2 separate regions of the Mus musculus genome follow, and region 1 is linked to region 2. The links are chromatin contacts, called in public HiChIP or PLAC-seq maps. All regions are on one chromosome and are shown on one strand. The core of a region is the stretch at or near the end of the contact, and the rest is flanking DNA. Distances in the headings are between cores, read along the strand shown. Region 1 overlaps Atxn1 (ataxin 1). Region 2 overlaps Atxn1 (ataxin 1).

The links. HiChIP or PLAC-seq counts read pairs in DNA pulled down with a chosen protein or histone mark.
Region 1: a contact with region 2 is called in an H3K27ac HiChIP or PLAC-seq map of embryonic fibroblasts, with 9 times the contacts expected there. The contact joins two enhancer-like sites. A contact is called at or near these places in 2 of 484 Hi-C or Micro-C datasets (the G1E-ER4 cell line and embryonic fibroblasts) and 1 of 115 datasets of contacts at active chromatin or transcription factors (embryonic fibroblasts).

Annotation. Positions count from the first base shown.
Region 1 is chr13:45,838,181-45,842,450 of GRCm38.p6, forward strand. All of the region lies in intron 3 of Atxn1 (ataxin 1), which reads right to left. Among named protein-coding and RNA genes, the nearest start is that of Atxn1, 120 kb to the right of the region's middle. Within about 2 kb of position 2,156, at least 35 of the 459 cell types and tissues checked have an H3K27ac peak or open chromatin away from gene starts, as enhancers often do. A contact at or near this core is called in embryonic fibroblasts, where this site is marked.
Region 2 is chr13:45,559,985-45,564,249 of GRCm38.p6, forward strand. The region is part of intron 7 of Atxn1 (ataxin 1); the gene reads right to left. Among named protein-coding and RNA genes, the nearest start is that of Gm34582, 37 kb to the left of the region's middle. Within about 2 kb of position 2,112, at least 46 of the 459 cell types and tissues checked have an H3K27ac peak or open chromatin away from gene starts, as enhancers often do. A contact at or near this core is called in embryonic fibroblasts, where this site is marked.

The DNA of each region.
Region 1 (4,270 bases), core at 906-3,405, 280 kb after region 2:
GAAGCAGAGAAACCCTAGCTTCAAGATTCTGCTCTGCCCACGTCTCAAAGGTACAGATCCCCATGATGGTCAAGATCCATCATGTCCTGACTGTCTCCTCACCACTTAGTTACCGTAAATTCTTTAGGACACATTTTTGTTGACCTCAAGTGGTCAAGTAGAAATATTAACATGCAGTTTTAGCTAAACTGTTAACAAGAAAAATCTATTCTTCCCGTGCCATCTGTACACAGCAAAGTGCCATTTGTGGAAACCCGTCTTTGGGGTCCTTGGAGAGTACGTTGGATTAGCGCTGTGGTACACCTAAGGTTGGTGGCCACGATGAGAAGCAGAAGTGATAGGAAGGCACCCAGAAGCCATGAAGTTGGTTCATGTAGAGGAGCAAGCCCTCTGCTACACTCCACGGTTCTGTTCCTGCACCTTTGTCTAACACCTGGAATCCAACCTGGTTAGAGCAGCAGTGTGGGTCACTGCCCCTTTGGGGTCACGTATCAGGTCTTTACATTATGATTTGTAGGAGTACCAAATTATAGTAATAAAGTAGCAATGAAATAATTTTATGGTTGGGAGGGTGTTCACCATAACATTAGGAACTGTGTGGAAGGGTTACAGTATTGGGAAGCTTGAGAACCACTCAAACATTATGTTCCTGTAGTGGTGAGGATCAAACCCAGGACCTTGTGAAACCTAAGCAGGTGCTCTACCACTGAGCTATGTTCCTAGCTTTTCAACACATCTCAGTAGTGACAAAGAAGAAAAAGAAGAAGGAGGAGAAGAAGAAGAAGAAGAAGAAGAAGAAGAAGAAGAAGAAGAAGAAGAAGAAGAAGAAGAAGAAGAAGGAGGAGGAGGAGGAGGAGGAGGAGGAGGAGGAGGAGGAGGAGGAGGAGGAGGAGGAGGAGGAGGAGGAAGAGGAAGAGGAGAAGGAGGAGGAGGAGGAGCAGGAGGAAGAAGAGGAGGAGGAGGAAGAGGGGGAAGGAGGGGAGGAGGAGAAAGAGAAGAAGGTAGAGAGAGGGAGGTAGAGGAGGAAGAGGAAGAGGGAGGGGGAGGGAGGGGAAGAGGAGAAAGAGAAGAAGGAAGAGGGAGGGAGGGGAAGAGGAAGAAGAAGAAGGAGAAAGAAAAGGGAGAAGAAAAGAAGAAGGAGGAGGAGAAGGAGGAGGAAAAAGAGGAAGAAGACGAGGAAGAGGATGAGGAGGAAGAGGAGGAGAACTCATGCATGGCTGGGCAGTGGTGGCGCATGCCTTTAATCCCAGCACTTGGGAGTCAGAGGCAGGTGGATTTCTGAGTTTGAGGCCAGCCTGGTTTACAGAGTGAGTTACAGGACAGCCAGGGCTACACAGAAAAACCCTGTCTTGAAAAACCAAAAATAAATAAATAAATAAATAAATAAATAAATAAATAAATAAATAAATAAATGAAGAAGAGGATGAGGAAGAAGAGGAGGAAGGAAGAAGAAAAAAAGGAGAAGAAAAAGAAGGAGGAGGAGAAGGAAAAGAAGATGATCTCTAAGTACTCCAACTTCAAATCAGACAGGATTCTTTTATTAGAGGGACAGCATACATGTCAAAGACACTTGGAAAATCACAAGCTGAGGGCTGTCAAGTTGAAGCTCTGCCTTGTTGTTGCAGAAAGTCATTCCAATCTTCTCTCCTTTCAGGAAGTAGATGAGAGCCCTCTGGAATCCTTTCCTGAGGGGTCTTAGAGCTTCGGTGTAAGGGAAGTTCAGTTTCCACCAGTAACTGCCCTCACAGACATCTGAAAATAACACATTCATTCTGACAGTGACTCACACCACTTTTAATTATGGCTCATCAAAGATGTAAATAAAAAAACAGTGTTCACCTCTACTATTGATGCACTAGCAGGGAGGAATACTTCCGCTTTGAGTCACATCAGCACCAGTGGGGCAGGCTGTGATTCACCCATTTCCAAGGGTCACATCATGGGTCACTGCTCATGGCTGGACAGAGGTAGGTCGGCAGAGTGGTTAGAAAATGAACGCAGAAGAGAGTAACTACGAGTCACAGGGAAGATGGTATCTGAAGAACGGGGGCCACTTTTCTAGCAGGCGTTACAGAAGCACGAGTCTGCTCAGAGAGAACTACAAAGAATTCAGGCCAAATAGGGGCTAAAAAATGAGAGGAAATCGGAGCCAACGATGAACAGGAAGGAACATGAAACTGTGTGGTGGCGTTTTCTTGAGCTAACAAGGAGAAATGCTGAGGTGCTTCCTTCTCCAAGATTCTAATAGAGCCTGGCTTCTGAAATTAGAATGAGATTCATAATGTATTAGTAATTATTTATATAGTCAAGTACTGACAGCATATGCTCTATAAAATAAAACCGTATTTCAAATGCTGCATTAAAAGCACCGTAGTAAACGAGTGAGCTGAAAGTCAGGCATAGTGGCCTATGGCTATAATCTTAGCCCTCAAGAAGTAGAGACAAGAGAACCTGAGTTCAAGACCAGCCTGACATATACTGTGAGTTCTAGGCTTGCTTAAGATACGCCACGTGACCCTGGATTTAAAACAACACAAACAAAACCAATAACAACAAGTTAGGAGCCAGACCAAAAAAAAGGGTGGGGGGGACCATATGTGGTATGATTTTGAATGGTATCTTTTAAAAATCAAATGCATAGAGACAGAAAGTTGAATAGAGAAGCCAGGTATGTTAACCATACCATTAATCCCAGCCCCCTGGAGGCAGAGGCAGGTAGATCTCTGTGCACTCCAGACTAGCCCAGTTCACATAGTTCCAGCCCAGCCTGGCCTGTATGTGAGATCCTGTTTCAAATAAACAAATAGAAGAGTAGAAAGGGGAGCGGAGAGGTAGTCTCTAGGAGCTAGAAGACAAAAGAGTAGGAAATTCATGGTCCAATAGGTGGAGTTTGTGTTTGGAATGATGGAAACCTCTGGAATGGATAGACGACGAATATCCAGCACTGGAAATGTATACAATGCCACTGAATTGTGTACTTAACAGCAGTATGAGTGGTGTGTGTGTGTGTGTGTGTGTGTGTGTGTGTGTGGTGTGTGTGTGGTGTGTGGTGTAATGTGTGTGTGTGTGTGTGTGTGTGTGTATGGTGTGTGGGGTGTGGGGTGTGTGTGTGTGTGTGTGTGTATGGTGTGTGGGGTGTGGGGTGTGTGTGTGTGTGTGTATGGTGTATGGTGTGTGGTGTGTGGTGTGTGTGGTGTGTGTGTATGGTGTGTGGTGTGTGTGTGTGTGTGTGTGTGGTGTGTGTGTGTGGTGTGTGGTCTGTGGTGTGTGATGTGTGGTGTGTGTGTGTGTGTGTGTGTGTTGTGATGTGTGTGTCTGTATGTGTCTGTGTGTAGTTGGCTTTTTATATCCAGACAGCCTGCTTCCATAGATTCAACCAACAGCAAACAGAAAAGATCTACAAGGAAAAAAAAATTACAACTATATAGTTGTAATGTAGTGACAGAGTCCTCAGGGAGCATGCATAAAACCCTGGCATGGTGTGTGGTGGCACATATTATACCCCAGCACTCAGGAGGTGGAGACAGGGTGATTGAAGTTCAAGGTCAACATAGCAAGCTGACATAGACTGGGCTATATGAAGCCCTGTCTAAAATAAAAGTACCCATGTGTATATATGTATATATACAGAAATAGGTAGATACATAGATGATAGATAGATAGAGGACAGATAAATAGAGAGATAGACCAATACAGAGATACATAAATATAGATACATACATATATATGTATACAAGGTAGATAGATAGATAGATAGACAGACAGACAGACAGACAGATAGATACATAGAAGACAGATAGAGATAGACCAATAGATACATAAAAGATAGATACATACATGTATACTAGATAGATAGATAGATAGATAGATAGATAGATAGATAGATAGATAGATAGAAGATAAATAGACAGATAGACCAATACAGAGGTACATAAAAGATAGATACATACATATATGTATACAAAATAGATAGATAGATAGATAGATAGATAGATAGATAGATAGATAGATAGATAGATAGATAGATAGAATAAAGTGATCAAATTAAGGACAGTTTGAATGTAGCATGTCTGAAGTGTCAACTGGGTCCCTAGACAGTATCTCTTTCGAGATAATGAGATCAGGAAAGTTCCAGGTAAGGCTGGAGATGATACTAGTCTGACAACTCAGCAATTAGGTGGAGGTAGCCATATCCATTCCTGCAAAGTGCTAAGTGCCTGTAAACCCATACTAGCATAGTTGCAAAACACTCAACTCCCAAATGAGAAGC
Region 2 (4,265 bases), core at 862-3,361:
CTTATCTTCCAGAGACCAGAATCTTCCCAGGGCTTTATAGGTTAGGTATTGGCTACCTGTTATCTGAACACAGAGCCATTCAGATGTCTCTGAGAGAGACAGACCTCCTGATAGTGGCTCCCTTGTTCTCTCTCCATCCTTATTCTTCACGTCGTTTGGTTCCAAAATCCTGGAAATCACAATGTCTTCTCTTCCTTCTTTCCATTACCCACATCTAAATCACAGACAAACTTTACTGGATTCTCTTCCATAACATCTAGACAATTCCTCATGATGTTCACCACCTGAGTTTTGGCCAAGCCCAGCATGTCACTTGGGGAAAAATGTCACCAGAACAAGCCTCACAGGATTCACCTGCCACAGCTCTTCACTACACACTGGAAGGTGTGTGTGTGAGTGAGTGTGTGTGTGTGTGTGTGTGTGTGTGTGTGTGCTTATTTAACTCTAAAGATACTTGCCTCCTGCCCAGTCTGTGCACTTCAGACAGAGCCTTCTTGGCATCCTGTTTCAGACAGTGCCCCATCCATCCCTAACTTCCTTCTTATAAACATTGTATCTTCCCCAGAATGCTTCTATTTTGATGCACTATCTTTGTACTTTACTCCTAGAGTTTCTCAAGCATTCTGTAAACTTACACTGCTATTCCCAGAGTCTAAGATGCTTTTGGATGTAAGCGATGCTCAGTAAAACTCTAAGAGATGGCTTGACTTAGAAACAGGAAACACTGCAATGGTAGAGGTGACCAGCAGAGGGCACGGTTGGAGACAATGGAGAAATCTCTTGTCCTTCTGGATGGAGAAAGCCAGACATGGAGGCAGTAAGGCCTCACTTCCCGGCTCATAACCGTGCATTTATATCATAGTTAAGGACTAGCTTTTCACATTGCACTTAGCTTGCGTCAATGTGAGAAACGCCACAAAATCCCGGTAATGAGTTAGTCAACAAGGACTGTATCTAAACACTACGCACACATAGATAGTTCTGCTGTTTGATTGCATATTTCAATCTTAGATTAGTACTGCATCCTCACACACACACATATGGACATTTCCCCAAAAGCAGGGCAGAAGGAAGAGGGACCGTCTGTTGTTTAAACACGTCTCTTCTTCCTTCCGGAGGCTTCCTGTTTTCACAAATGTGAACGGTGTCTGCCTCACCAAGCTTTCCTCTCTCAACCCAAGTTAGCACCATCTCTTCCTCTAGCTCCTCCTGGAGCTAGAAGTCATCCGCATCCCTGAGGCTGCTTTAGTGAGTAAGTCTTCCTTTGGGTTAGATTACTGAGCATGGAGCTCCTGATTGCCTGCGGGGTGAAATTACAAAATCTTTTTTTTCTTTTTTTAAACCTGCTCTTTTCCTCTGAGAAGGAACTGCAGGACTATGTTCCCAACACAAAGCAAAGCAGAGGACTCCACAGTGAGGATGAAGTGGGCTGAGAGTGAGCTACTGATTTCAGTGTTTCAAAATCATTAATAAAAGCTTTCAAGCTCTTCAGTAAAGTGTGAAAGGATCGGGGAGCGTTCTATTTAAAAGCCTCTAGTCACATGACTTAGCCTTTTTGTGGGAGCATTTTTGGCTCTCAGAAGTCTGAGGCAGGGGGACTGCCAAGAGTTTAAGGTCAGGTAGGGTGATACCTTAAGACAAAGTAAAATAAAGCCAAGCCGTAAAGACCATGGTCTAAAGCAACTTGTCATCAAGAATAAGACCATCAAGTAGGGGACACTTATACCCTAAAATGATTGAAGAGCAACAGGTTTCTTCTATTTTGATGGCTACGATACCCAAGCTCCTCTCAAACTTCCAGGCTCAAGTAATCCTCCTGCCTAGGTAGCTAGGACTACAGTCCTGTGCCACCTCGTGGATCAAAAGACACACAAGAATGGTTTGATGCAGTTTCCTAGAGAGAGCCTTTTGACATCAGAACTGATTGGAAGTAAGGTATCATTGACAACTGGTCCATAGACCTAGCACATGGCCTTCAGTCAGGCCACGGACCATTTGTGTTTTGATGGATTTGTTTTTGTTTCTACCAGCCTGGACAGCAGATATTGTTGAGCATGCTTCTCCTGGTAGCTAAGGGACTGACTCTTCAGGCTTATTTACTGCTTGCATGAGTGCCTGGCCTATTTTTAGGATCCAGCTAATCCATTAAAACATCACCACCAGTGACTCACAGTCCACAGCAGTCAAACTGAGAAATAGCGGAATGAAAGAAAAGCCATCCATCCACACACAGCGAGCACAGCATCCTAGCCCGCCACGGGAGCGTGTGCACCTGCCCACACGGGGGGAAGGGAAGCAACAGTGAATATAAAGAAGCCACCAAGGAAGCCAGGGAAGCAGTCACCTCAGGAGGACCTGGGAAGTGACAGACAGCCCTAATAACACAGAGCTCAGCATCGAGGAGGAGGAGAGCGGCAGCAGCGGGCCAGAGCACTTTACAAATGGCACGCTTTACCAAGGTGCTGCTGAGTGCGTCCTGGGTGCTCTTCAGAAAAGCTGATGTCCAGGGGCAGAGATGAGCAGGCTGCTGTCCACCAGGAGGCACTGAGGACAGAAGCCAAAAGTGGCTAGCCAGTGGTGTGCTCTTGGATAGGAGCTTCCCTAGTGGTGATGACGGCTGCTGATTTCTAACTTTGTACACGGGTCCTCGTGCTGCTCTGAAGGGGTGGACTTCTGGTCCTCACTCATATCTGGCTCCTACTGCTGGCTGGATACCTATACTCATGCCAGCTAGAGTGTCCATTTAGACTACCTAGTAGAAGTGGGAGCAATGGCCTTCCTCAGCACTGGGACAGACAACAAGGAGAGAGGCAGGCTCAGGGTGGCTTTGCTGGCTTCACGGAGAAAGCCATCTTTCTGACTAGTGTTGAGAAGACTTTCTTCTGTAAGTTATTTTCAGAGCAGACAATGGTGTATTTTCTCTCCAGAAGCAAACCTCTCCCTTTTCAGGGTCAACGTTGCTTACAGAATAATGAACACTGTGCCAAGTGCCAGGGCCACCAGGTATGGAGGACACACTGAGACATTTTGGGTTTGGTGTATCTACAAATGCATTTCCCCAGCTCATAAACTTGCATCATACCATGATACTAATTCCTTTTTCTTTTCTTTTTCTTTCTTTACTCCGGATCCCATAGCTGAGCCATGCCCCAGGCTTATGGCTCAATACTAGGAACAGGAAGTGGGATATATTTGGGAACTAACCCAAAGAAAGAAATCTGATGTCCTGTGGGGCTCCCAGGCCGAACCTGCCTTTGTGGGATGCTCTACTTGTCTACCTAGAGAGGAAAGAGCTTGCTTTCCTTGGCAAACACAGTCTTAGGGACAGATGCTTATAGTCTGTGCCATAGCGCTGTTCTACAAGGGTGTAACAGTGCACTGTGCAGCAAAGCCAGAGATGGTGGATGACAAACATAGAAAAAGCATTATACTATAATATTACTTCCTCATCATAAATGCCAGACAGAGACAACATTGGAGGCATCTTTCCACAAGAGAAAGTTATGTGAGAGAAGTTAGGATTCAGCTCCTAACTTAATAGTGGCCAAGGGCGTGGGAACATGGCTCTGTGGGTAATGGTACTCTTGCCACACAAACAAGAGGACCTGAGTTTGAATCCCCAACACCCATGTGAAAATCCAGGGTGGCTATGTATGCTTGTAACACCAGCATATTAGAGCATACATTTCCAGGGTTTGCTGGCCAGCCAGCCTAGACTAAAGGAAAGCATTCTCATCTGAAGGTATTACGGTAGTAAGGCAGGGAGGGAGAGAGGTAGACAGCCACCATCCTTCCCTGCTTCCTCATGGGCTCTACAGGCTTTTGCACCTACACTCTTAGACATAAAATTCTCCCCCACCTCTCTCTCTCTCTCCTTCCCCTCCCCAACAGTCACCAACACAAATACCTACTTCTGTTCCTACAATATCCATGTCTGATTATCTGGATGCCTCTAGAATATTCCCTGAATATACTTTTAACTTTTGATCACTGAAGCAAATAAAAACAACCAGGTTTGTTCTGGAAGACAGAAAATCAAAGGTTTCAAACAAAACCAAGCAAACAAACAGATGAGGAAGGTGAAGGGCAGAAACCTTAAGTAGTACAACTTTTGTCTGGTGATGTACAAGGAACTAGATTCCAACACACACAAACATTATGTACAGCATAGACACATACATACACACTATGGACAGACAGACAGACACACGTACCACAGACACACTCATACATATAAACTCTATAGACAGAGCCATACATATACA